3 separate regions of the Mus musculus genome follow, and all the other regions are linked to region 3. Evidence: chromatin contacts called from public Hi-C and Micro-C data. All regions are on one chromosome and are shown on one strand. The core of a region is the stretch at or near the end of the contact, and the rest is flanking DNA. Distances in the headings are between cores, read along the strand shown. Region 1 has its middle 69 kb from the start of Lonrf2. Region 2 overlaps Aff3 (AF4/FMR2 family, member 3). Region 3 overlaps Aff3 (AF4/FMR2 family, member 3).

The links. A called contact is a pair of places that touch in the nucleus more often than the background predicts.
Region 1: a contact with region 3 is called in a Micro-C map of the G1E-ER4 cell line, with 4 times the contacts expected there. The contact joins two enhancer-like sites. A contact is called at or near these places in 4 of 15 datasets of contacts at CTCF or cohesin (CD8 T cells, the NIH/3T3 cell line, large pre-B cells and 1 more), 6 of 484 Hi-C or Micro-C datasets (the G1E-ER4 cell line, bone marrow-derived dendritic cells and female germline stem cells) and 6 of 115 datasets of contacts at active chromatin or transcription factors (the HPC-7 cell line, craniofacial prominence, embryonic fibroblasts and 3 more).
Region 2: a contact with region 3 is called in a Hi-C map of the G1E-ER4 cell line, with 5 times the contacts expected there. The contact joins two enhancer-like sites. A contact is called at or near these places in 10 of 39 promoter capture datasets (the C10 cell line, the HPC-7 cell line, cranial neural crest and 5 more), 1 of 15 datasets of contacts at CTCF or cohesin (pro-B cells), 7 of 484 Hi-C or Micro-C datasets (the G1E-ER4 cell line, the HPC-7 cell line, embryonic stem cells and 3 more), 4 of 115 datasets of contacts at active chromatin or transcription factors (the HPC-7 cell line, embryonic basal ganglia, fibro-adipogenic progenitors and 1 more) and 1 of 9 other capture datasets (embryonic stem cells).

Annotation. Positions count from the first base shown.
Region 1 is chr1:38,765,866-38,768,799 of GRCm38.p6, forward strand. No RefSeq gene overlaps it. Among named protein-coding and RNA genes, the nearest start is that of Lonrf2, 69 kb to the right of the region's middle. Within about 2 kb of position 1,571, at least 71 of the 459 cell types and tissues checked have an H3K27ac peak or open chromatin away from gene starts, as enhancers often do. A contact at or near this core is called in the G1E-ER4 cell line, where this site is marked.
Region 2 is chr1:38,383,118-38,386,124 of GRCm38.p6, forward strand. The region is part of intron 5 of Aff3 (AF4/FMR2 family, member 3); the gene reads right to left. Among named protein-coding and RNA genes, the nearest start is that of Gm16150, 170 kb to the left of the region's middle. Within about 2 kb of position 1,559, at least 16 of the 459 cell types and tissues checked have an H3K27ac peak or open chromatin away from gene starts, as enhancers often do. A contact at or near this core is called in the G1E-ER4 cell line, where this site is marked.
Region 3 is chr1:38,588,752-38,591,734 of GRCm38.p6, forward strand. The region is part of intron 1 of Aff3 (AF4/FMR2 family, member 3); the gene reads right to left. Among named protein-coding and RNA genes, the nearest start is that of Aff3, 37 kb to the right of the region's middle. Within about 2 kb of position 1,325, at least 5 of the 459 cell types and tissues checked have an H3K27ac peak or open chromatin away from gene starts, as enhancers often do. A contact at or near this core is called in the G1E-ER4 cell line, where this site is marked.

The sequences.
Region 1 (2,934 bases), core at 321-2,820, 180 kb after region 3:
TCTCTCAACGCAAGCAAGGCCGTCACACACAGACTTGGAGTGGCTACTGGGCTATTGTTACAGTTTCTTGAGGTGCTGAGTTACATGTCAGTAGACTTCAGTCATTTTTCTAGAATGAGTTTGAAAGCAAACAAAATAAAATGGAGAGTCTATCAAAAGTGATTTTGAGTAATTGTATAAGACATAAATGTTATACCACTAGCACCAACAGAATCAAGCGCTTCTTTTTTCTTTCTTCCTTCCTTCCTTTCTTTCTTCCTTTCTTTCTTTCTTTCTTTCTTTCTTTCTTTCTTTCTTTCTTTCTTTCTTCCTTCCTTCCTTCCTTCCTTCCTTCCTTCCTTCCTTCCTTCCTTTTTCTCTTCCTTCCTTCCTTTCCTTTTTTCTTTTAATGAAGCTGCCAACTAAGTTGAAAATCCTTTTCATCCTAGCTGCTGCACAGGAGGATGAATGAGGTGAGCTGAGAGCCCCAGCCGCAGACACCACAGACCCAGCAGACACTTCCCAGTAGCAGCACTCCCTGGGGATGCTATTAGTGTCCTGGGTTCTTGTACAGCGAGGGAGACAGGAGAGACTGATTACTATTCAGATCAGCCTCCAGGCCAAGACTGTCTGGAGCTGGCATCTCAGGTAAGTAAAAGGCAGACACTGTGGGCTCAGCACACCCTACACATACACACACACACACACACACACACACACACACACACACACACACTCCGGAGTTGAAAAGGCACAGCTGCTTCTCCAGTGTGTGTGGCTGATTTCTGGGAAACGCCTCTGGCCAATCCCCTCACCAACAAAATAAAAACAACAAACAAACAAACAAACAAAGCCCCGAAGGATGCATATTTGCTGTTTTGCTCTCTCAGCATCCTTTCCACAGCTACCATTCATGACCCCACCTCTATCAAGAGGTCTTCAAGACCTTTCGCTTGTCTTCTGGGAGAGGGCCTCTTACACTGTGACACTGTCCACCCAACTCATCAGGAAAGAATGGACAGCGGCAGCAAGGTCGCTGGCTCTCAAGGGTCAACACAATCCATCAAGTCATTTAAAGTGAGTCCTTGTCTCATACAAAATCCCATTTCCTTGAGTATCAACCCAGCTTTATCTAAACCTCCATCTTCAAGCTGGCTTGTAGGGAGCAGAAGGGCCGTGGTCCATGGGAGTTCAGCCCCCCTCCCCTCGGGAATGTCGGTCTGTGTAAGACTAAACCGTGCTGTATAAATCTTGTCCAGGAAAAGAAAGGAACGGTTGTGGGAGTAGAGTTACCCCAGCTGCTGGGGCCCCATGCGCATGCGCACAGCCCTGGGAGATCAGAGGGGAGCCAGACCGATTGATTCCTGGCCCACAGCGCCCTGTGTGAAGCAAACCCTCCTCAGATTTCTAAGGTTTCCAGGAGGGCAGGTTGGATGGGAGCCTTGCAGTGCTGAGGAGACTGAAGGATGCATTCTACCATGTGGCTCCAAAGATAAGTTGGGGGCGGCAGACTGGATAACAAGCTAGACTCCCTTCTACTTCTGATAAGATAGAGGGCCTCTGTCTTTGAACGTGTTATTAATACTCTGCTCAGTTCTGTGGCCAGTGGGAGAGCGGTGAGCCCGTTCCTTTCATCAGGGTAGCTAGGGCCTCCCCAGGGCTATGGGAGGGAGGTTATAGACAGAGCCCTGGGCCCACGATACCATTCAACATCTGGCTTCTTTCTTGGGCTCTTGGGAGTTTGTGCCCCCCCCCCTCCAAGCCCCAGCTTAGCCTTGAGGCTTCTGCCACAAATGTCTCCCTTGCTATGTAACCAGGTTTAATAAAACATGGATATTGTATAATAAATACTGCATTTTCATGAATCTGCCCGTGAGATCAAGTGCTGTGCTAGAAAATATTATGAAATATGTATCACAATCTCTTACAGCCTCCTCCGAGCATTTTATATAAATCGCTACCTGTCAGAAGGGTTTGTGGAGAGAATCGGGGACTCCATGGAAGGCCCACAGCTTTTCTCTGTTGCTATGAGATATTAATATATTAGCATAACGTTTTTAAAAATGCAAATCCGCCCCTGGTATTCATACACTCTGAGTGGCACCCTAAGAAACACGCCTTCCATCCACTTGAGCAATCACCGCTCCTGGCCCCAGCCCCGCTCCCTGCAAGACCCCTTGCCAAGCAGCAGCCAAAATCTGCTCGACAGTGCCCTCTACTGGCGGGGAATAAGAACTTGCTTCCTCCGCTGCGAGGCTCCTCTTTTTTAAAAGGGTCAGGATCACTTTCTCTGCATCTTCTCTCTCCTTACCTCGCCTTGTCTTCAAGTGAAAGAACTTGTTCTTTAGACCTAGTTAAGGGTGTCACGGACCCTCCTCCTCACACACGCCCGTATGCATCCCCTCTACATGCCCCCTTTTTGCTTTCTTGTGACTCGCTTGAGTTTTTCTGGGAAAACTCTTACCCATTTTCCAGCCTTTTCCCTTCCATTTAGAAGCCAAATACCAACAACAAACCCCAGGATTTTTTTTTTAATGCAAATTTTGTGTTGGTGATGTGAGAGTGCGCAGAGCATGTGCCTGTCTTTTGCCGCGGAGGGAAAAGCAGCATTGCTTCGGTGCCCTCCATATCTGAAGCTCTGGAAAGTTCCTAAAGAAGGTTTTTTTTCCTCCTCATTCTGCTTCTGAAGTGAAACCAACCCACAGCATTGGATGGAGATGCACTTTTGAATATACTGCTGTACTCAACCCGATTATTTTTCTGCTGACCTCCATAACAAAACCTGCTTTGCTGACGCTCTGGCCTAACTCACTGAGAACAGGGCATCCAGCTGTTTGCTAACTGTTCTAAAATGTTGCAAGTTACAATGTATTCCTGGTGTTCTGTCCACATGTGGCAAATTGTGATCTGAGTACTACCCAGTTCTCTGCTGAGGCCCACAGGTTTAGGGCCTCT
Region 2 (3,007 bases), core at 309-2,808, 210 kb before region 3:
AGGGGTCATCTGAGGCTTCAGGAAGACAACAGAGGGGATGCTTAACTTCAAGTGTTCCCACTCTGGGGTATCAGTGGTACAACCTATGGTGTTCTTTGCATCCACCAACCAATATTGATAAAATCTACCGTTTGCATATAAGTATACTGATGTTCTTGGTGAATAAAAACTAGTTCATTTGAATACTAGCTGTCCTCTTAGACATGCGCTAACAGGAGCTAGGGACGAGTATATGGGTTGTTAGCTGATCAGTTGGTTCTGGATGTGTGCTTATGTGTGGGGGAGTACACACGTGTGGCACATTATGTACATGTACATAATGGCCAGGGGACAACCTCAGGTGTCAGTCCATGGGTACCCTCCACTTATTTTTGGAAAGAGGGTCTCACACTGGCCTGGAACTCCATGAATACGCTAGCCAGTAAGCCCTGGGGGCCCCCTGCTTCCACCTCCCCTGAACTGGGATTATAAATCACACTGTTATGTTTAGCTTTTTAACATTGGTTCTAGAAATTACATTCAGGCCCTCATGATTGCACGGCACACACTTTGGTGGTTCAGGCCCCATTGGTTCTTGGTAAGTCTGATAAAATCCCAGCAGCTCTTTGGTTAGGACTGAATTAGCCATGCCTCTAATATCTCAACTGCTACAACATACCCAGTGTGCATGCCTTTTCTGAGATAGAGAACACTTATGTCCCTAAACAGACAATTGGCTTTTCGGACAGTCAACTTGGTTGGGAAGGTATCATATTAGATTTCCAAGCGCAAACTATACATTCTTTCCTTCTGAGGTCACAAATGAAGCTTTCTACAGACTGCAAGTCAACGTTAGGGGCTGTCTTAACACTGGTGAAGCCACCAAGCTCTCACCCACCTCCATTCTGCCCCATGATTAATGTCCTTAGTCATGCAGGGTCCTTTATCAGAGGACCAGGCACAGGCCCTATTTTTCTGACAAGCTGGTCATATCCTCCTGTGAGAAAGAGAGGTCACCTCACTCCTCTGTAAGTATGGAGCCCGTGTCCTGCAGCTCTGCCGGCTCAGTGTTGTGGAATGCTGCCCTTGCATGGTCCTGGGTGCTCCTTCCTCGAGAAGGACGTCCAGTCGAATACAAGGTGCTTGGTCTCACTGGTCCAGCACAGGTGCTGTGTATATCAGTGTCGTTGCAACCATAGGGTGGGAACCCTTCCCTTAACACCAAAACAGCTGACCCTGAGATGGAGGCTTACATTTCCACTCCCAGCTGACCATCACCTCTGCGCTAAGGCCAAAACACAGCATGTACTGGGGAGAAGCAAGCAGGCAAGACTGGAGAAGCACTTCAGAACAAAGAAACAGACGTCCTTGGAGCGTCAAGATCACCAGTGACAGGAAACGGATTCTAGAAAGCAGGTCAGATATAACTGATCCACCAGCAGGCCCAGTCTAGGGCTTGTATTGTACTTTAATGCTTGTTTGTTTTTATATCACATGGCAGATACTGGAACTCTGCTGCAGTGTAAAAAAAACAATAGGAGATGAGCAAGCAGCTGATAACGACTCGGGCGTGTGATCCAGTTACAAAAGCAAGCCGCCACCGCCACCCCCACCCCGGCTAACTGCAGAGCCTCAGTCAATACATCCAGGAAAGACCACAGAATCAATGACAAGGCTAATTTAACAGAATTAAGAAGTGGCGTTAGGGAAAAAAAAATTAAGGAAGTCCACATAACTGCAATTACCATATCCTTTTAATGTTGCTTAGCAACGATATATAAAAATGAGATATAATGTCGGGAACTTAGTTTCCCGGACAGAAACAGTGCCTGCCTCAGCAGGGCTGTAACTCACTTTTCTCCAACTGCAACTCCGTGGGTTGCTGTGGGTGGTGCTACTTCTGTAATACTTTCTCTTACACGGTCATGTGTTTGTGTTAGTGCATTAAAATGCCGGATTTGCTTAATGAGTGCCTGGTGATAATACAGCCACAGAATGAGAGGGCTCTTATTCCATTTGCTTCTGCAGATCACAGGTCCACTCCACAGGCAGGAAAAGTCAACAGGTAAGAAAGGATATAAATCTAAACTCCGAGAGACAACGGGGAAGGAAGGAAGGAAGGAAGGAAGGAAGGAAGGAAGGAAGGAAGGAAGGAAAGAAGGAAGGAAGGAAGGAAGGAAGAAGGCTTTTGTCTGTGTGTGTTTTGAAGGTGCATGGGAAATAGTGTTTCTTGAAGTGTTTTGTTGGTTTTGTTTTGTTTTAACATAAGAAAGATGTTTCTAGAAAGAAGACAGCCTTTGAGGCTCCAAGGCAGATCCCAGGACTTGGGAGGAAAGGTATGTTGGTAAGGAGGGAAAGAAACAGAAGAGGGTATTGGGGGAGATGCAGAGTGACAGGGGTGGGGGTTGTTAAAGTGTCCTGTTCTCGGTGATCTCAGGCAAGGTGGAAAAAGAAAGGCTTCTGTTTCTAACCAGCCTGAACCTCCAGGAAGCAAAAAGGGTTACAGGTGAAAGGAGTGTCACAGGCATGGTTCATGTCATCTTTCTCCATCTTCAATATCTTTCAACAGAACCAGAATAAACTCAAGGACATCACATAATCTATCCACAGACACTCAGCTAGCAAGCCATAAAGCTGAAAGTCAAAAGCCTGTCTGTCTTCAAGAAACTGAACACGGGAGGCAAAGGAGGCTACTCAAGATTGTTGCTGTTGTGTGTGGGAGTGGTCTGGAGTTGCCTTCATTTAAGGTGCAAGGAGCACAAGTGTGCATGTGCGTGTGCGTGTGCGTGTGTTGCTTCTTCTAAATGTGTAAGCAAATGAAACCCAAATCCTTGCCCAGTAAGCCCTGCTATATCTATGTGCACACTGGCCTTGCATGCCCCTGTGGCTTTTGTGAGCTACCTATTCACTGTTATGTGTGGTCATTAACTCCTTTAATATAGGGTTGTATATTCTATTTTAAGGCAGTTTCCTGCCAAATACAGCACTTTCTGGAGGAGTTCTCCAGTAACTTCTGATGGACAATGTG
Region 3 (2,983 bases), core at 75-2,574:
AAAATTAAGCATAAAAGAGTTTCCAGGAAGATTCCGTAGGTTCTGCAAGCATATCAGCAGACAGCTGCCATTATTATAAATCAGGGATTATATACAACAGTTAAGCCAGAAAAAGAAATGCAGGCAATTTCAGAGTGGGAGATTTCCCAAGAATCGTGTGTACGGTCAATGTTGCTAAGCAGTAGCTCACTCGTGGTGAAAGTAAAGCCTCCCTGCAGATATTTCTGGCATTGTGGCTCATGAGAACGGAGCAGGATTTCCACAGGACTATCTTAAAGGGAAAAATGGTGAGAGACGGAGGAATTATAATGATACTAACTTTGCTATTCCTTTTCAAGCTGAATCCTAAACCTTCCCTATGTCAAAATTTAAAATAGAATACATTATAGTGGGGAAGAAGATACCCCATTTTACACAAGACTTGGGCAAAAAGACACTGGACGTGGCCTGGGCTTGGTCTCCATGCCGTCCTGTTCTCTGCCATTTGAATAGAGGCCAAAATGACACTTGTAATCTTATTTTCCGTTTCTTAGATGTGTTTTATTAACTCTGGCTTTATGGCCATTAGATATTCTAATTGGCCCACTGCAGGCATATAGTGGCAAGATGTTGATTGCACTTTAATGTGCCTGTTACCATCTGCAGAGGGAAGAAGGTTCTGGCAGACCAGTAAAACCCCATTTACTTGTAGTGACTTCACTAGATCAACTGAGCAGAGCTTTGGAACACAGGACCTGCATCCCTAAAGAGGGAAAACAGCCTCTCTTTGATTTCAAAGTGCTTTGAAGAAACAAGATATCCTTTCTAGCCCTTCCAAACGAGAGCCAAACAACAGGGTCATTTCTGAAGCACCCTCTGCGCTTCAAAACTTTAACTTGTGATGTTTTCATTAACATTGTTACTCTTTGCACCTGCAGTAAGCACCCTACCCCCTACCCCGGGCTGGTGTTCCGGCTGGTGTTCTAAATGTGCGTTGTTCCCCGCCTCATGACCATGTAAGCTTTAAGATATGGGGCCTGTCTGATGGAGGCAGGTCCTGCAGAGACTCTCAAGGTCAAGCCATGAGTTAACTTTGTAACTCCCAGAAAATATAACTCACACAAGGTTTACAGTTCGCAGAAACCTGCTACCTGTCACCCATCATTTCCAGCTTCTCCCTTACTATGCCGCTGTGATCTGAACAGCCTGTGGCCCCATGGAACCCACCTGTTCCAACATGCCTTTTCGTCATCATGGTCTGAAACCCTTCGAAACTGTGAGCCAAAATTAAATTTCTACTGCCGTAAGTTTCTATCAGGAACTATGGTCTCAGAGATATGAAAGGAACTATTACATCGCATGCCACCCTAGCACATCTTCAAGGACAGGGGAAATACTGTCCAACATTGGTCTGTCACTGAAAAGAAAATAGGACAATTCCAGAACTCGGCAAAGGCTGGAGAGCTAAACGGAAGCTGGAAAGGTTCTCCCTGTCAACTCAAATTATACAGAGATGGTGAACCCACCCAACAAGACACCAGTTCTCTCTATAGCAGTCACCCCCTCCTTTCTTTTTTCTTTCTTTCTTTCTTTTTTTTTTTTTTTTTTCCCGAGACAGGGTTTCTCTGTATAGCCCTGGCTGTCCTAGAACTCACTCTGTAGACCAGGCTGGCCTCGAACTCAGAAACCCACCTGCCTCTGCCTCCCAAGTGCTGGCATTAAAGGTGTGCACCACCAAAGCACGGGTGATTCCCATTTTCCTAGCAAACATTAAAATGTAACTATTCACCCTCAGACAGTTTAAAAAGTGCTGTTCCAGAGGTTAGGCAGACACCCTACCCATACCTAGAGGGATAGACAACTCTGCTCCTTCCATCCAATCTACTGCCAGGGAAGGAGGGGAGAACAAGCCACAGAGGGTGTCTTATCTCCTTCCTCCCTGATAACAAAGGGACCAAGCAGACAAGCCTGAGTCTCACTGTGAGCCCATCCATGTGACCATCAGCCAGAAGCTAACCAAGAGTTGTTTCTGTGCATCTGTCTATGGCCCGAAAGGTCAGAATTATGTGCCAAATGCTCTTTAATGATTCTACCTTGTCTAAACTAACACACTGACACACACAAAAAAAAATGCCGACAAAAATCTAAATAGCACACCGCAGAAATGGAGTCTAAATTTCACTGAGAAACTGACAGCAGGAGCGTAATAATGGTAATTAATAATTCATAAGAGCATAATATTGCTTCCTGTAACACATTTCTCTGGATGTTGCAAGACTCTGGGTAACCACTGCTTTCCCCAGCCATATCCACAAAGCAGGTGAGGGTGTTTAACAGCTATTTTTCATGAGAGAACCTTGGACCAGAAATTTAAAACATTTGTCTAAGCTATCCATTTGGTGACAACGTCGAGACATGAATTGAGGTCTCCAAACTCTCTGCTAACTAAATAATAGCCCAGAAGAGACATACAAAAGGCAACACAAACAGAGTGCCAGCTGTTTACACTGCTTACAATAAATGTTTGTTCCAGGAAAGAGAGTTCAAACAGGATGGGAAATAGTTTAAACACAAGAGGCTGAAGGCCTCAATATAGGAGGAAAAGTATGTTTGCTTTTAATACAGTGGTGGAACTGCTCATGAACCACTAGTTCTTCTCCTGTCGAGGCCAGCCTTGCACTGCCCAGGGCTGCAAGGTCACGAGCTACATGGAACTGAGGCTGTGGATCACCGTGGCTCAGGTCCCTTCCGAGTGCCTGAGTTCCCGCTGCACTAAGTCATTGTGACTCTGATCTGAAATCTGGATGATCCTTTGGGGCAAACAAAATGCGTGGTACAGAAAAGCAACTCAGCGCTAGCTACGTAATGTAAAAACAAAACAAAAACAAATAAACAAACAAAAAATCCAAAGGATATTAACTGGGAATCCAGGGAAAGAATAAAACAAAAACCAAACAAACAAACCAAAACCATGAGAAAGAAACGGCCACAGTGCACGGGTCAG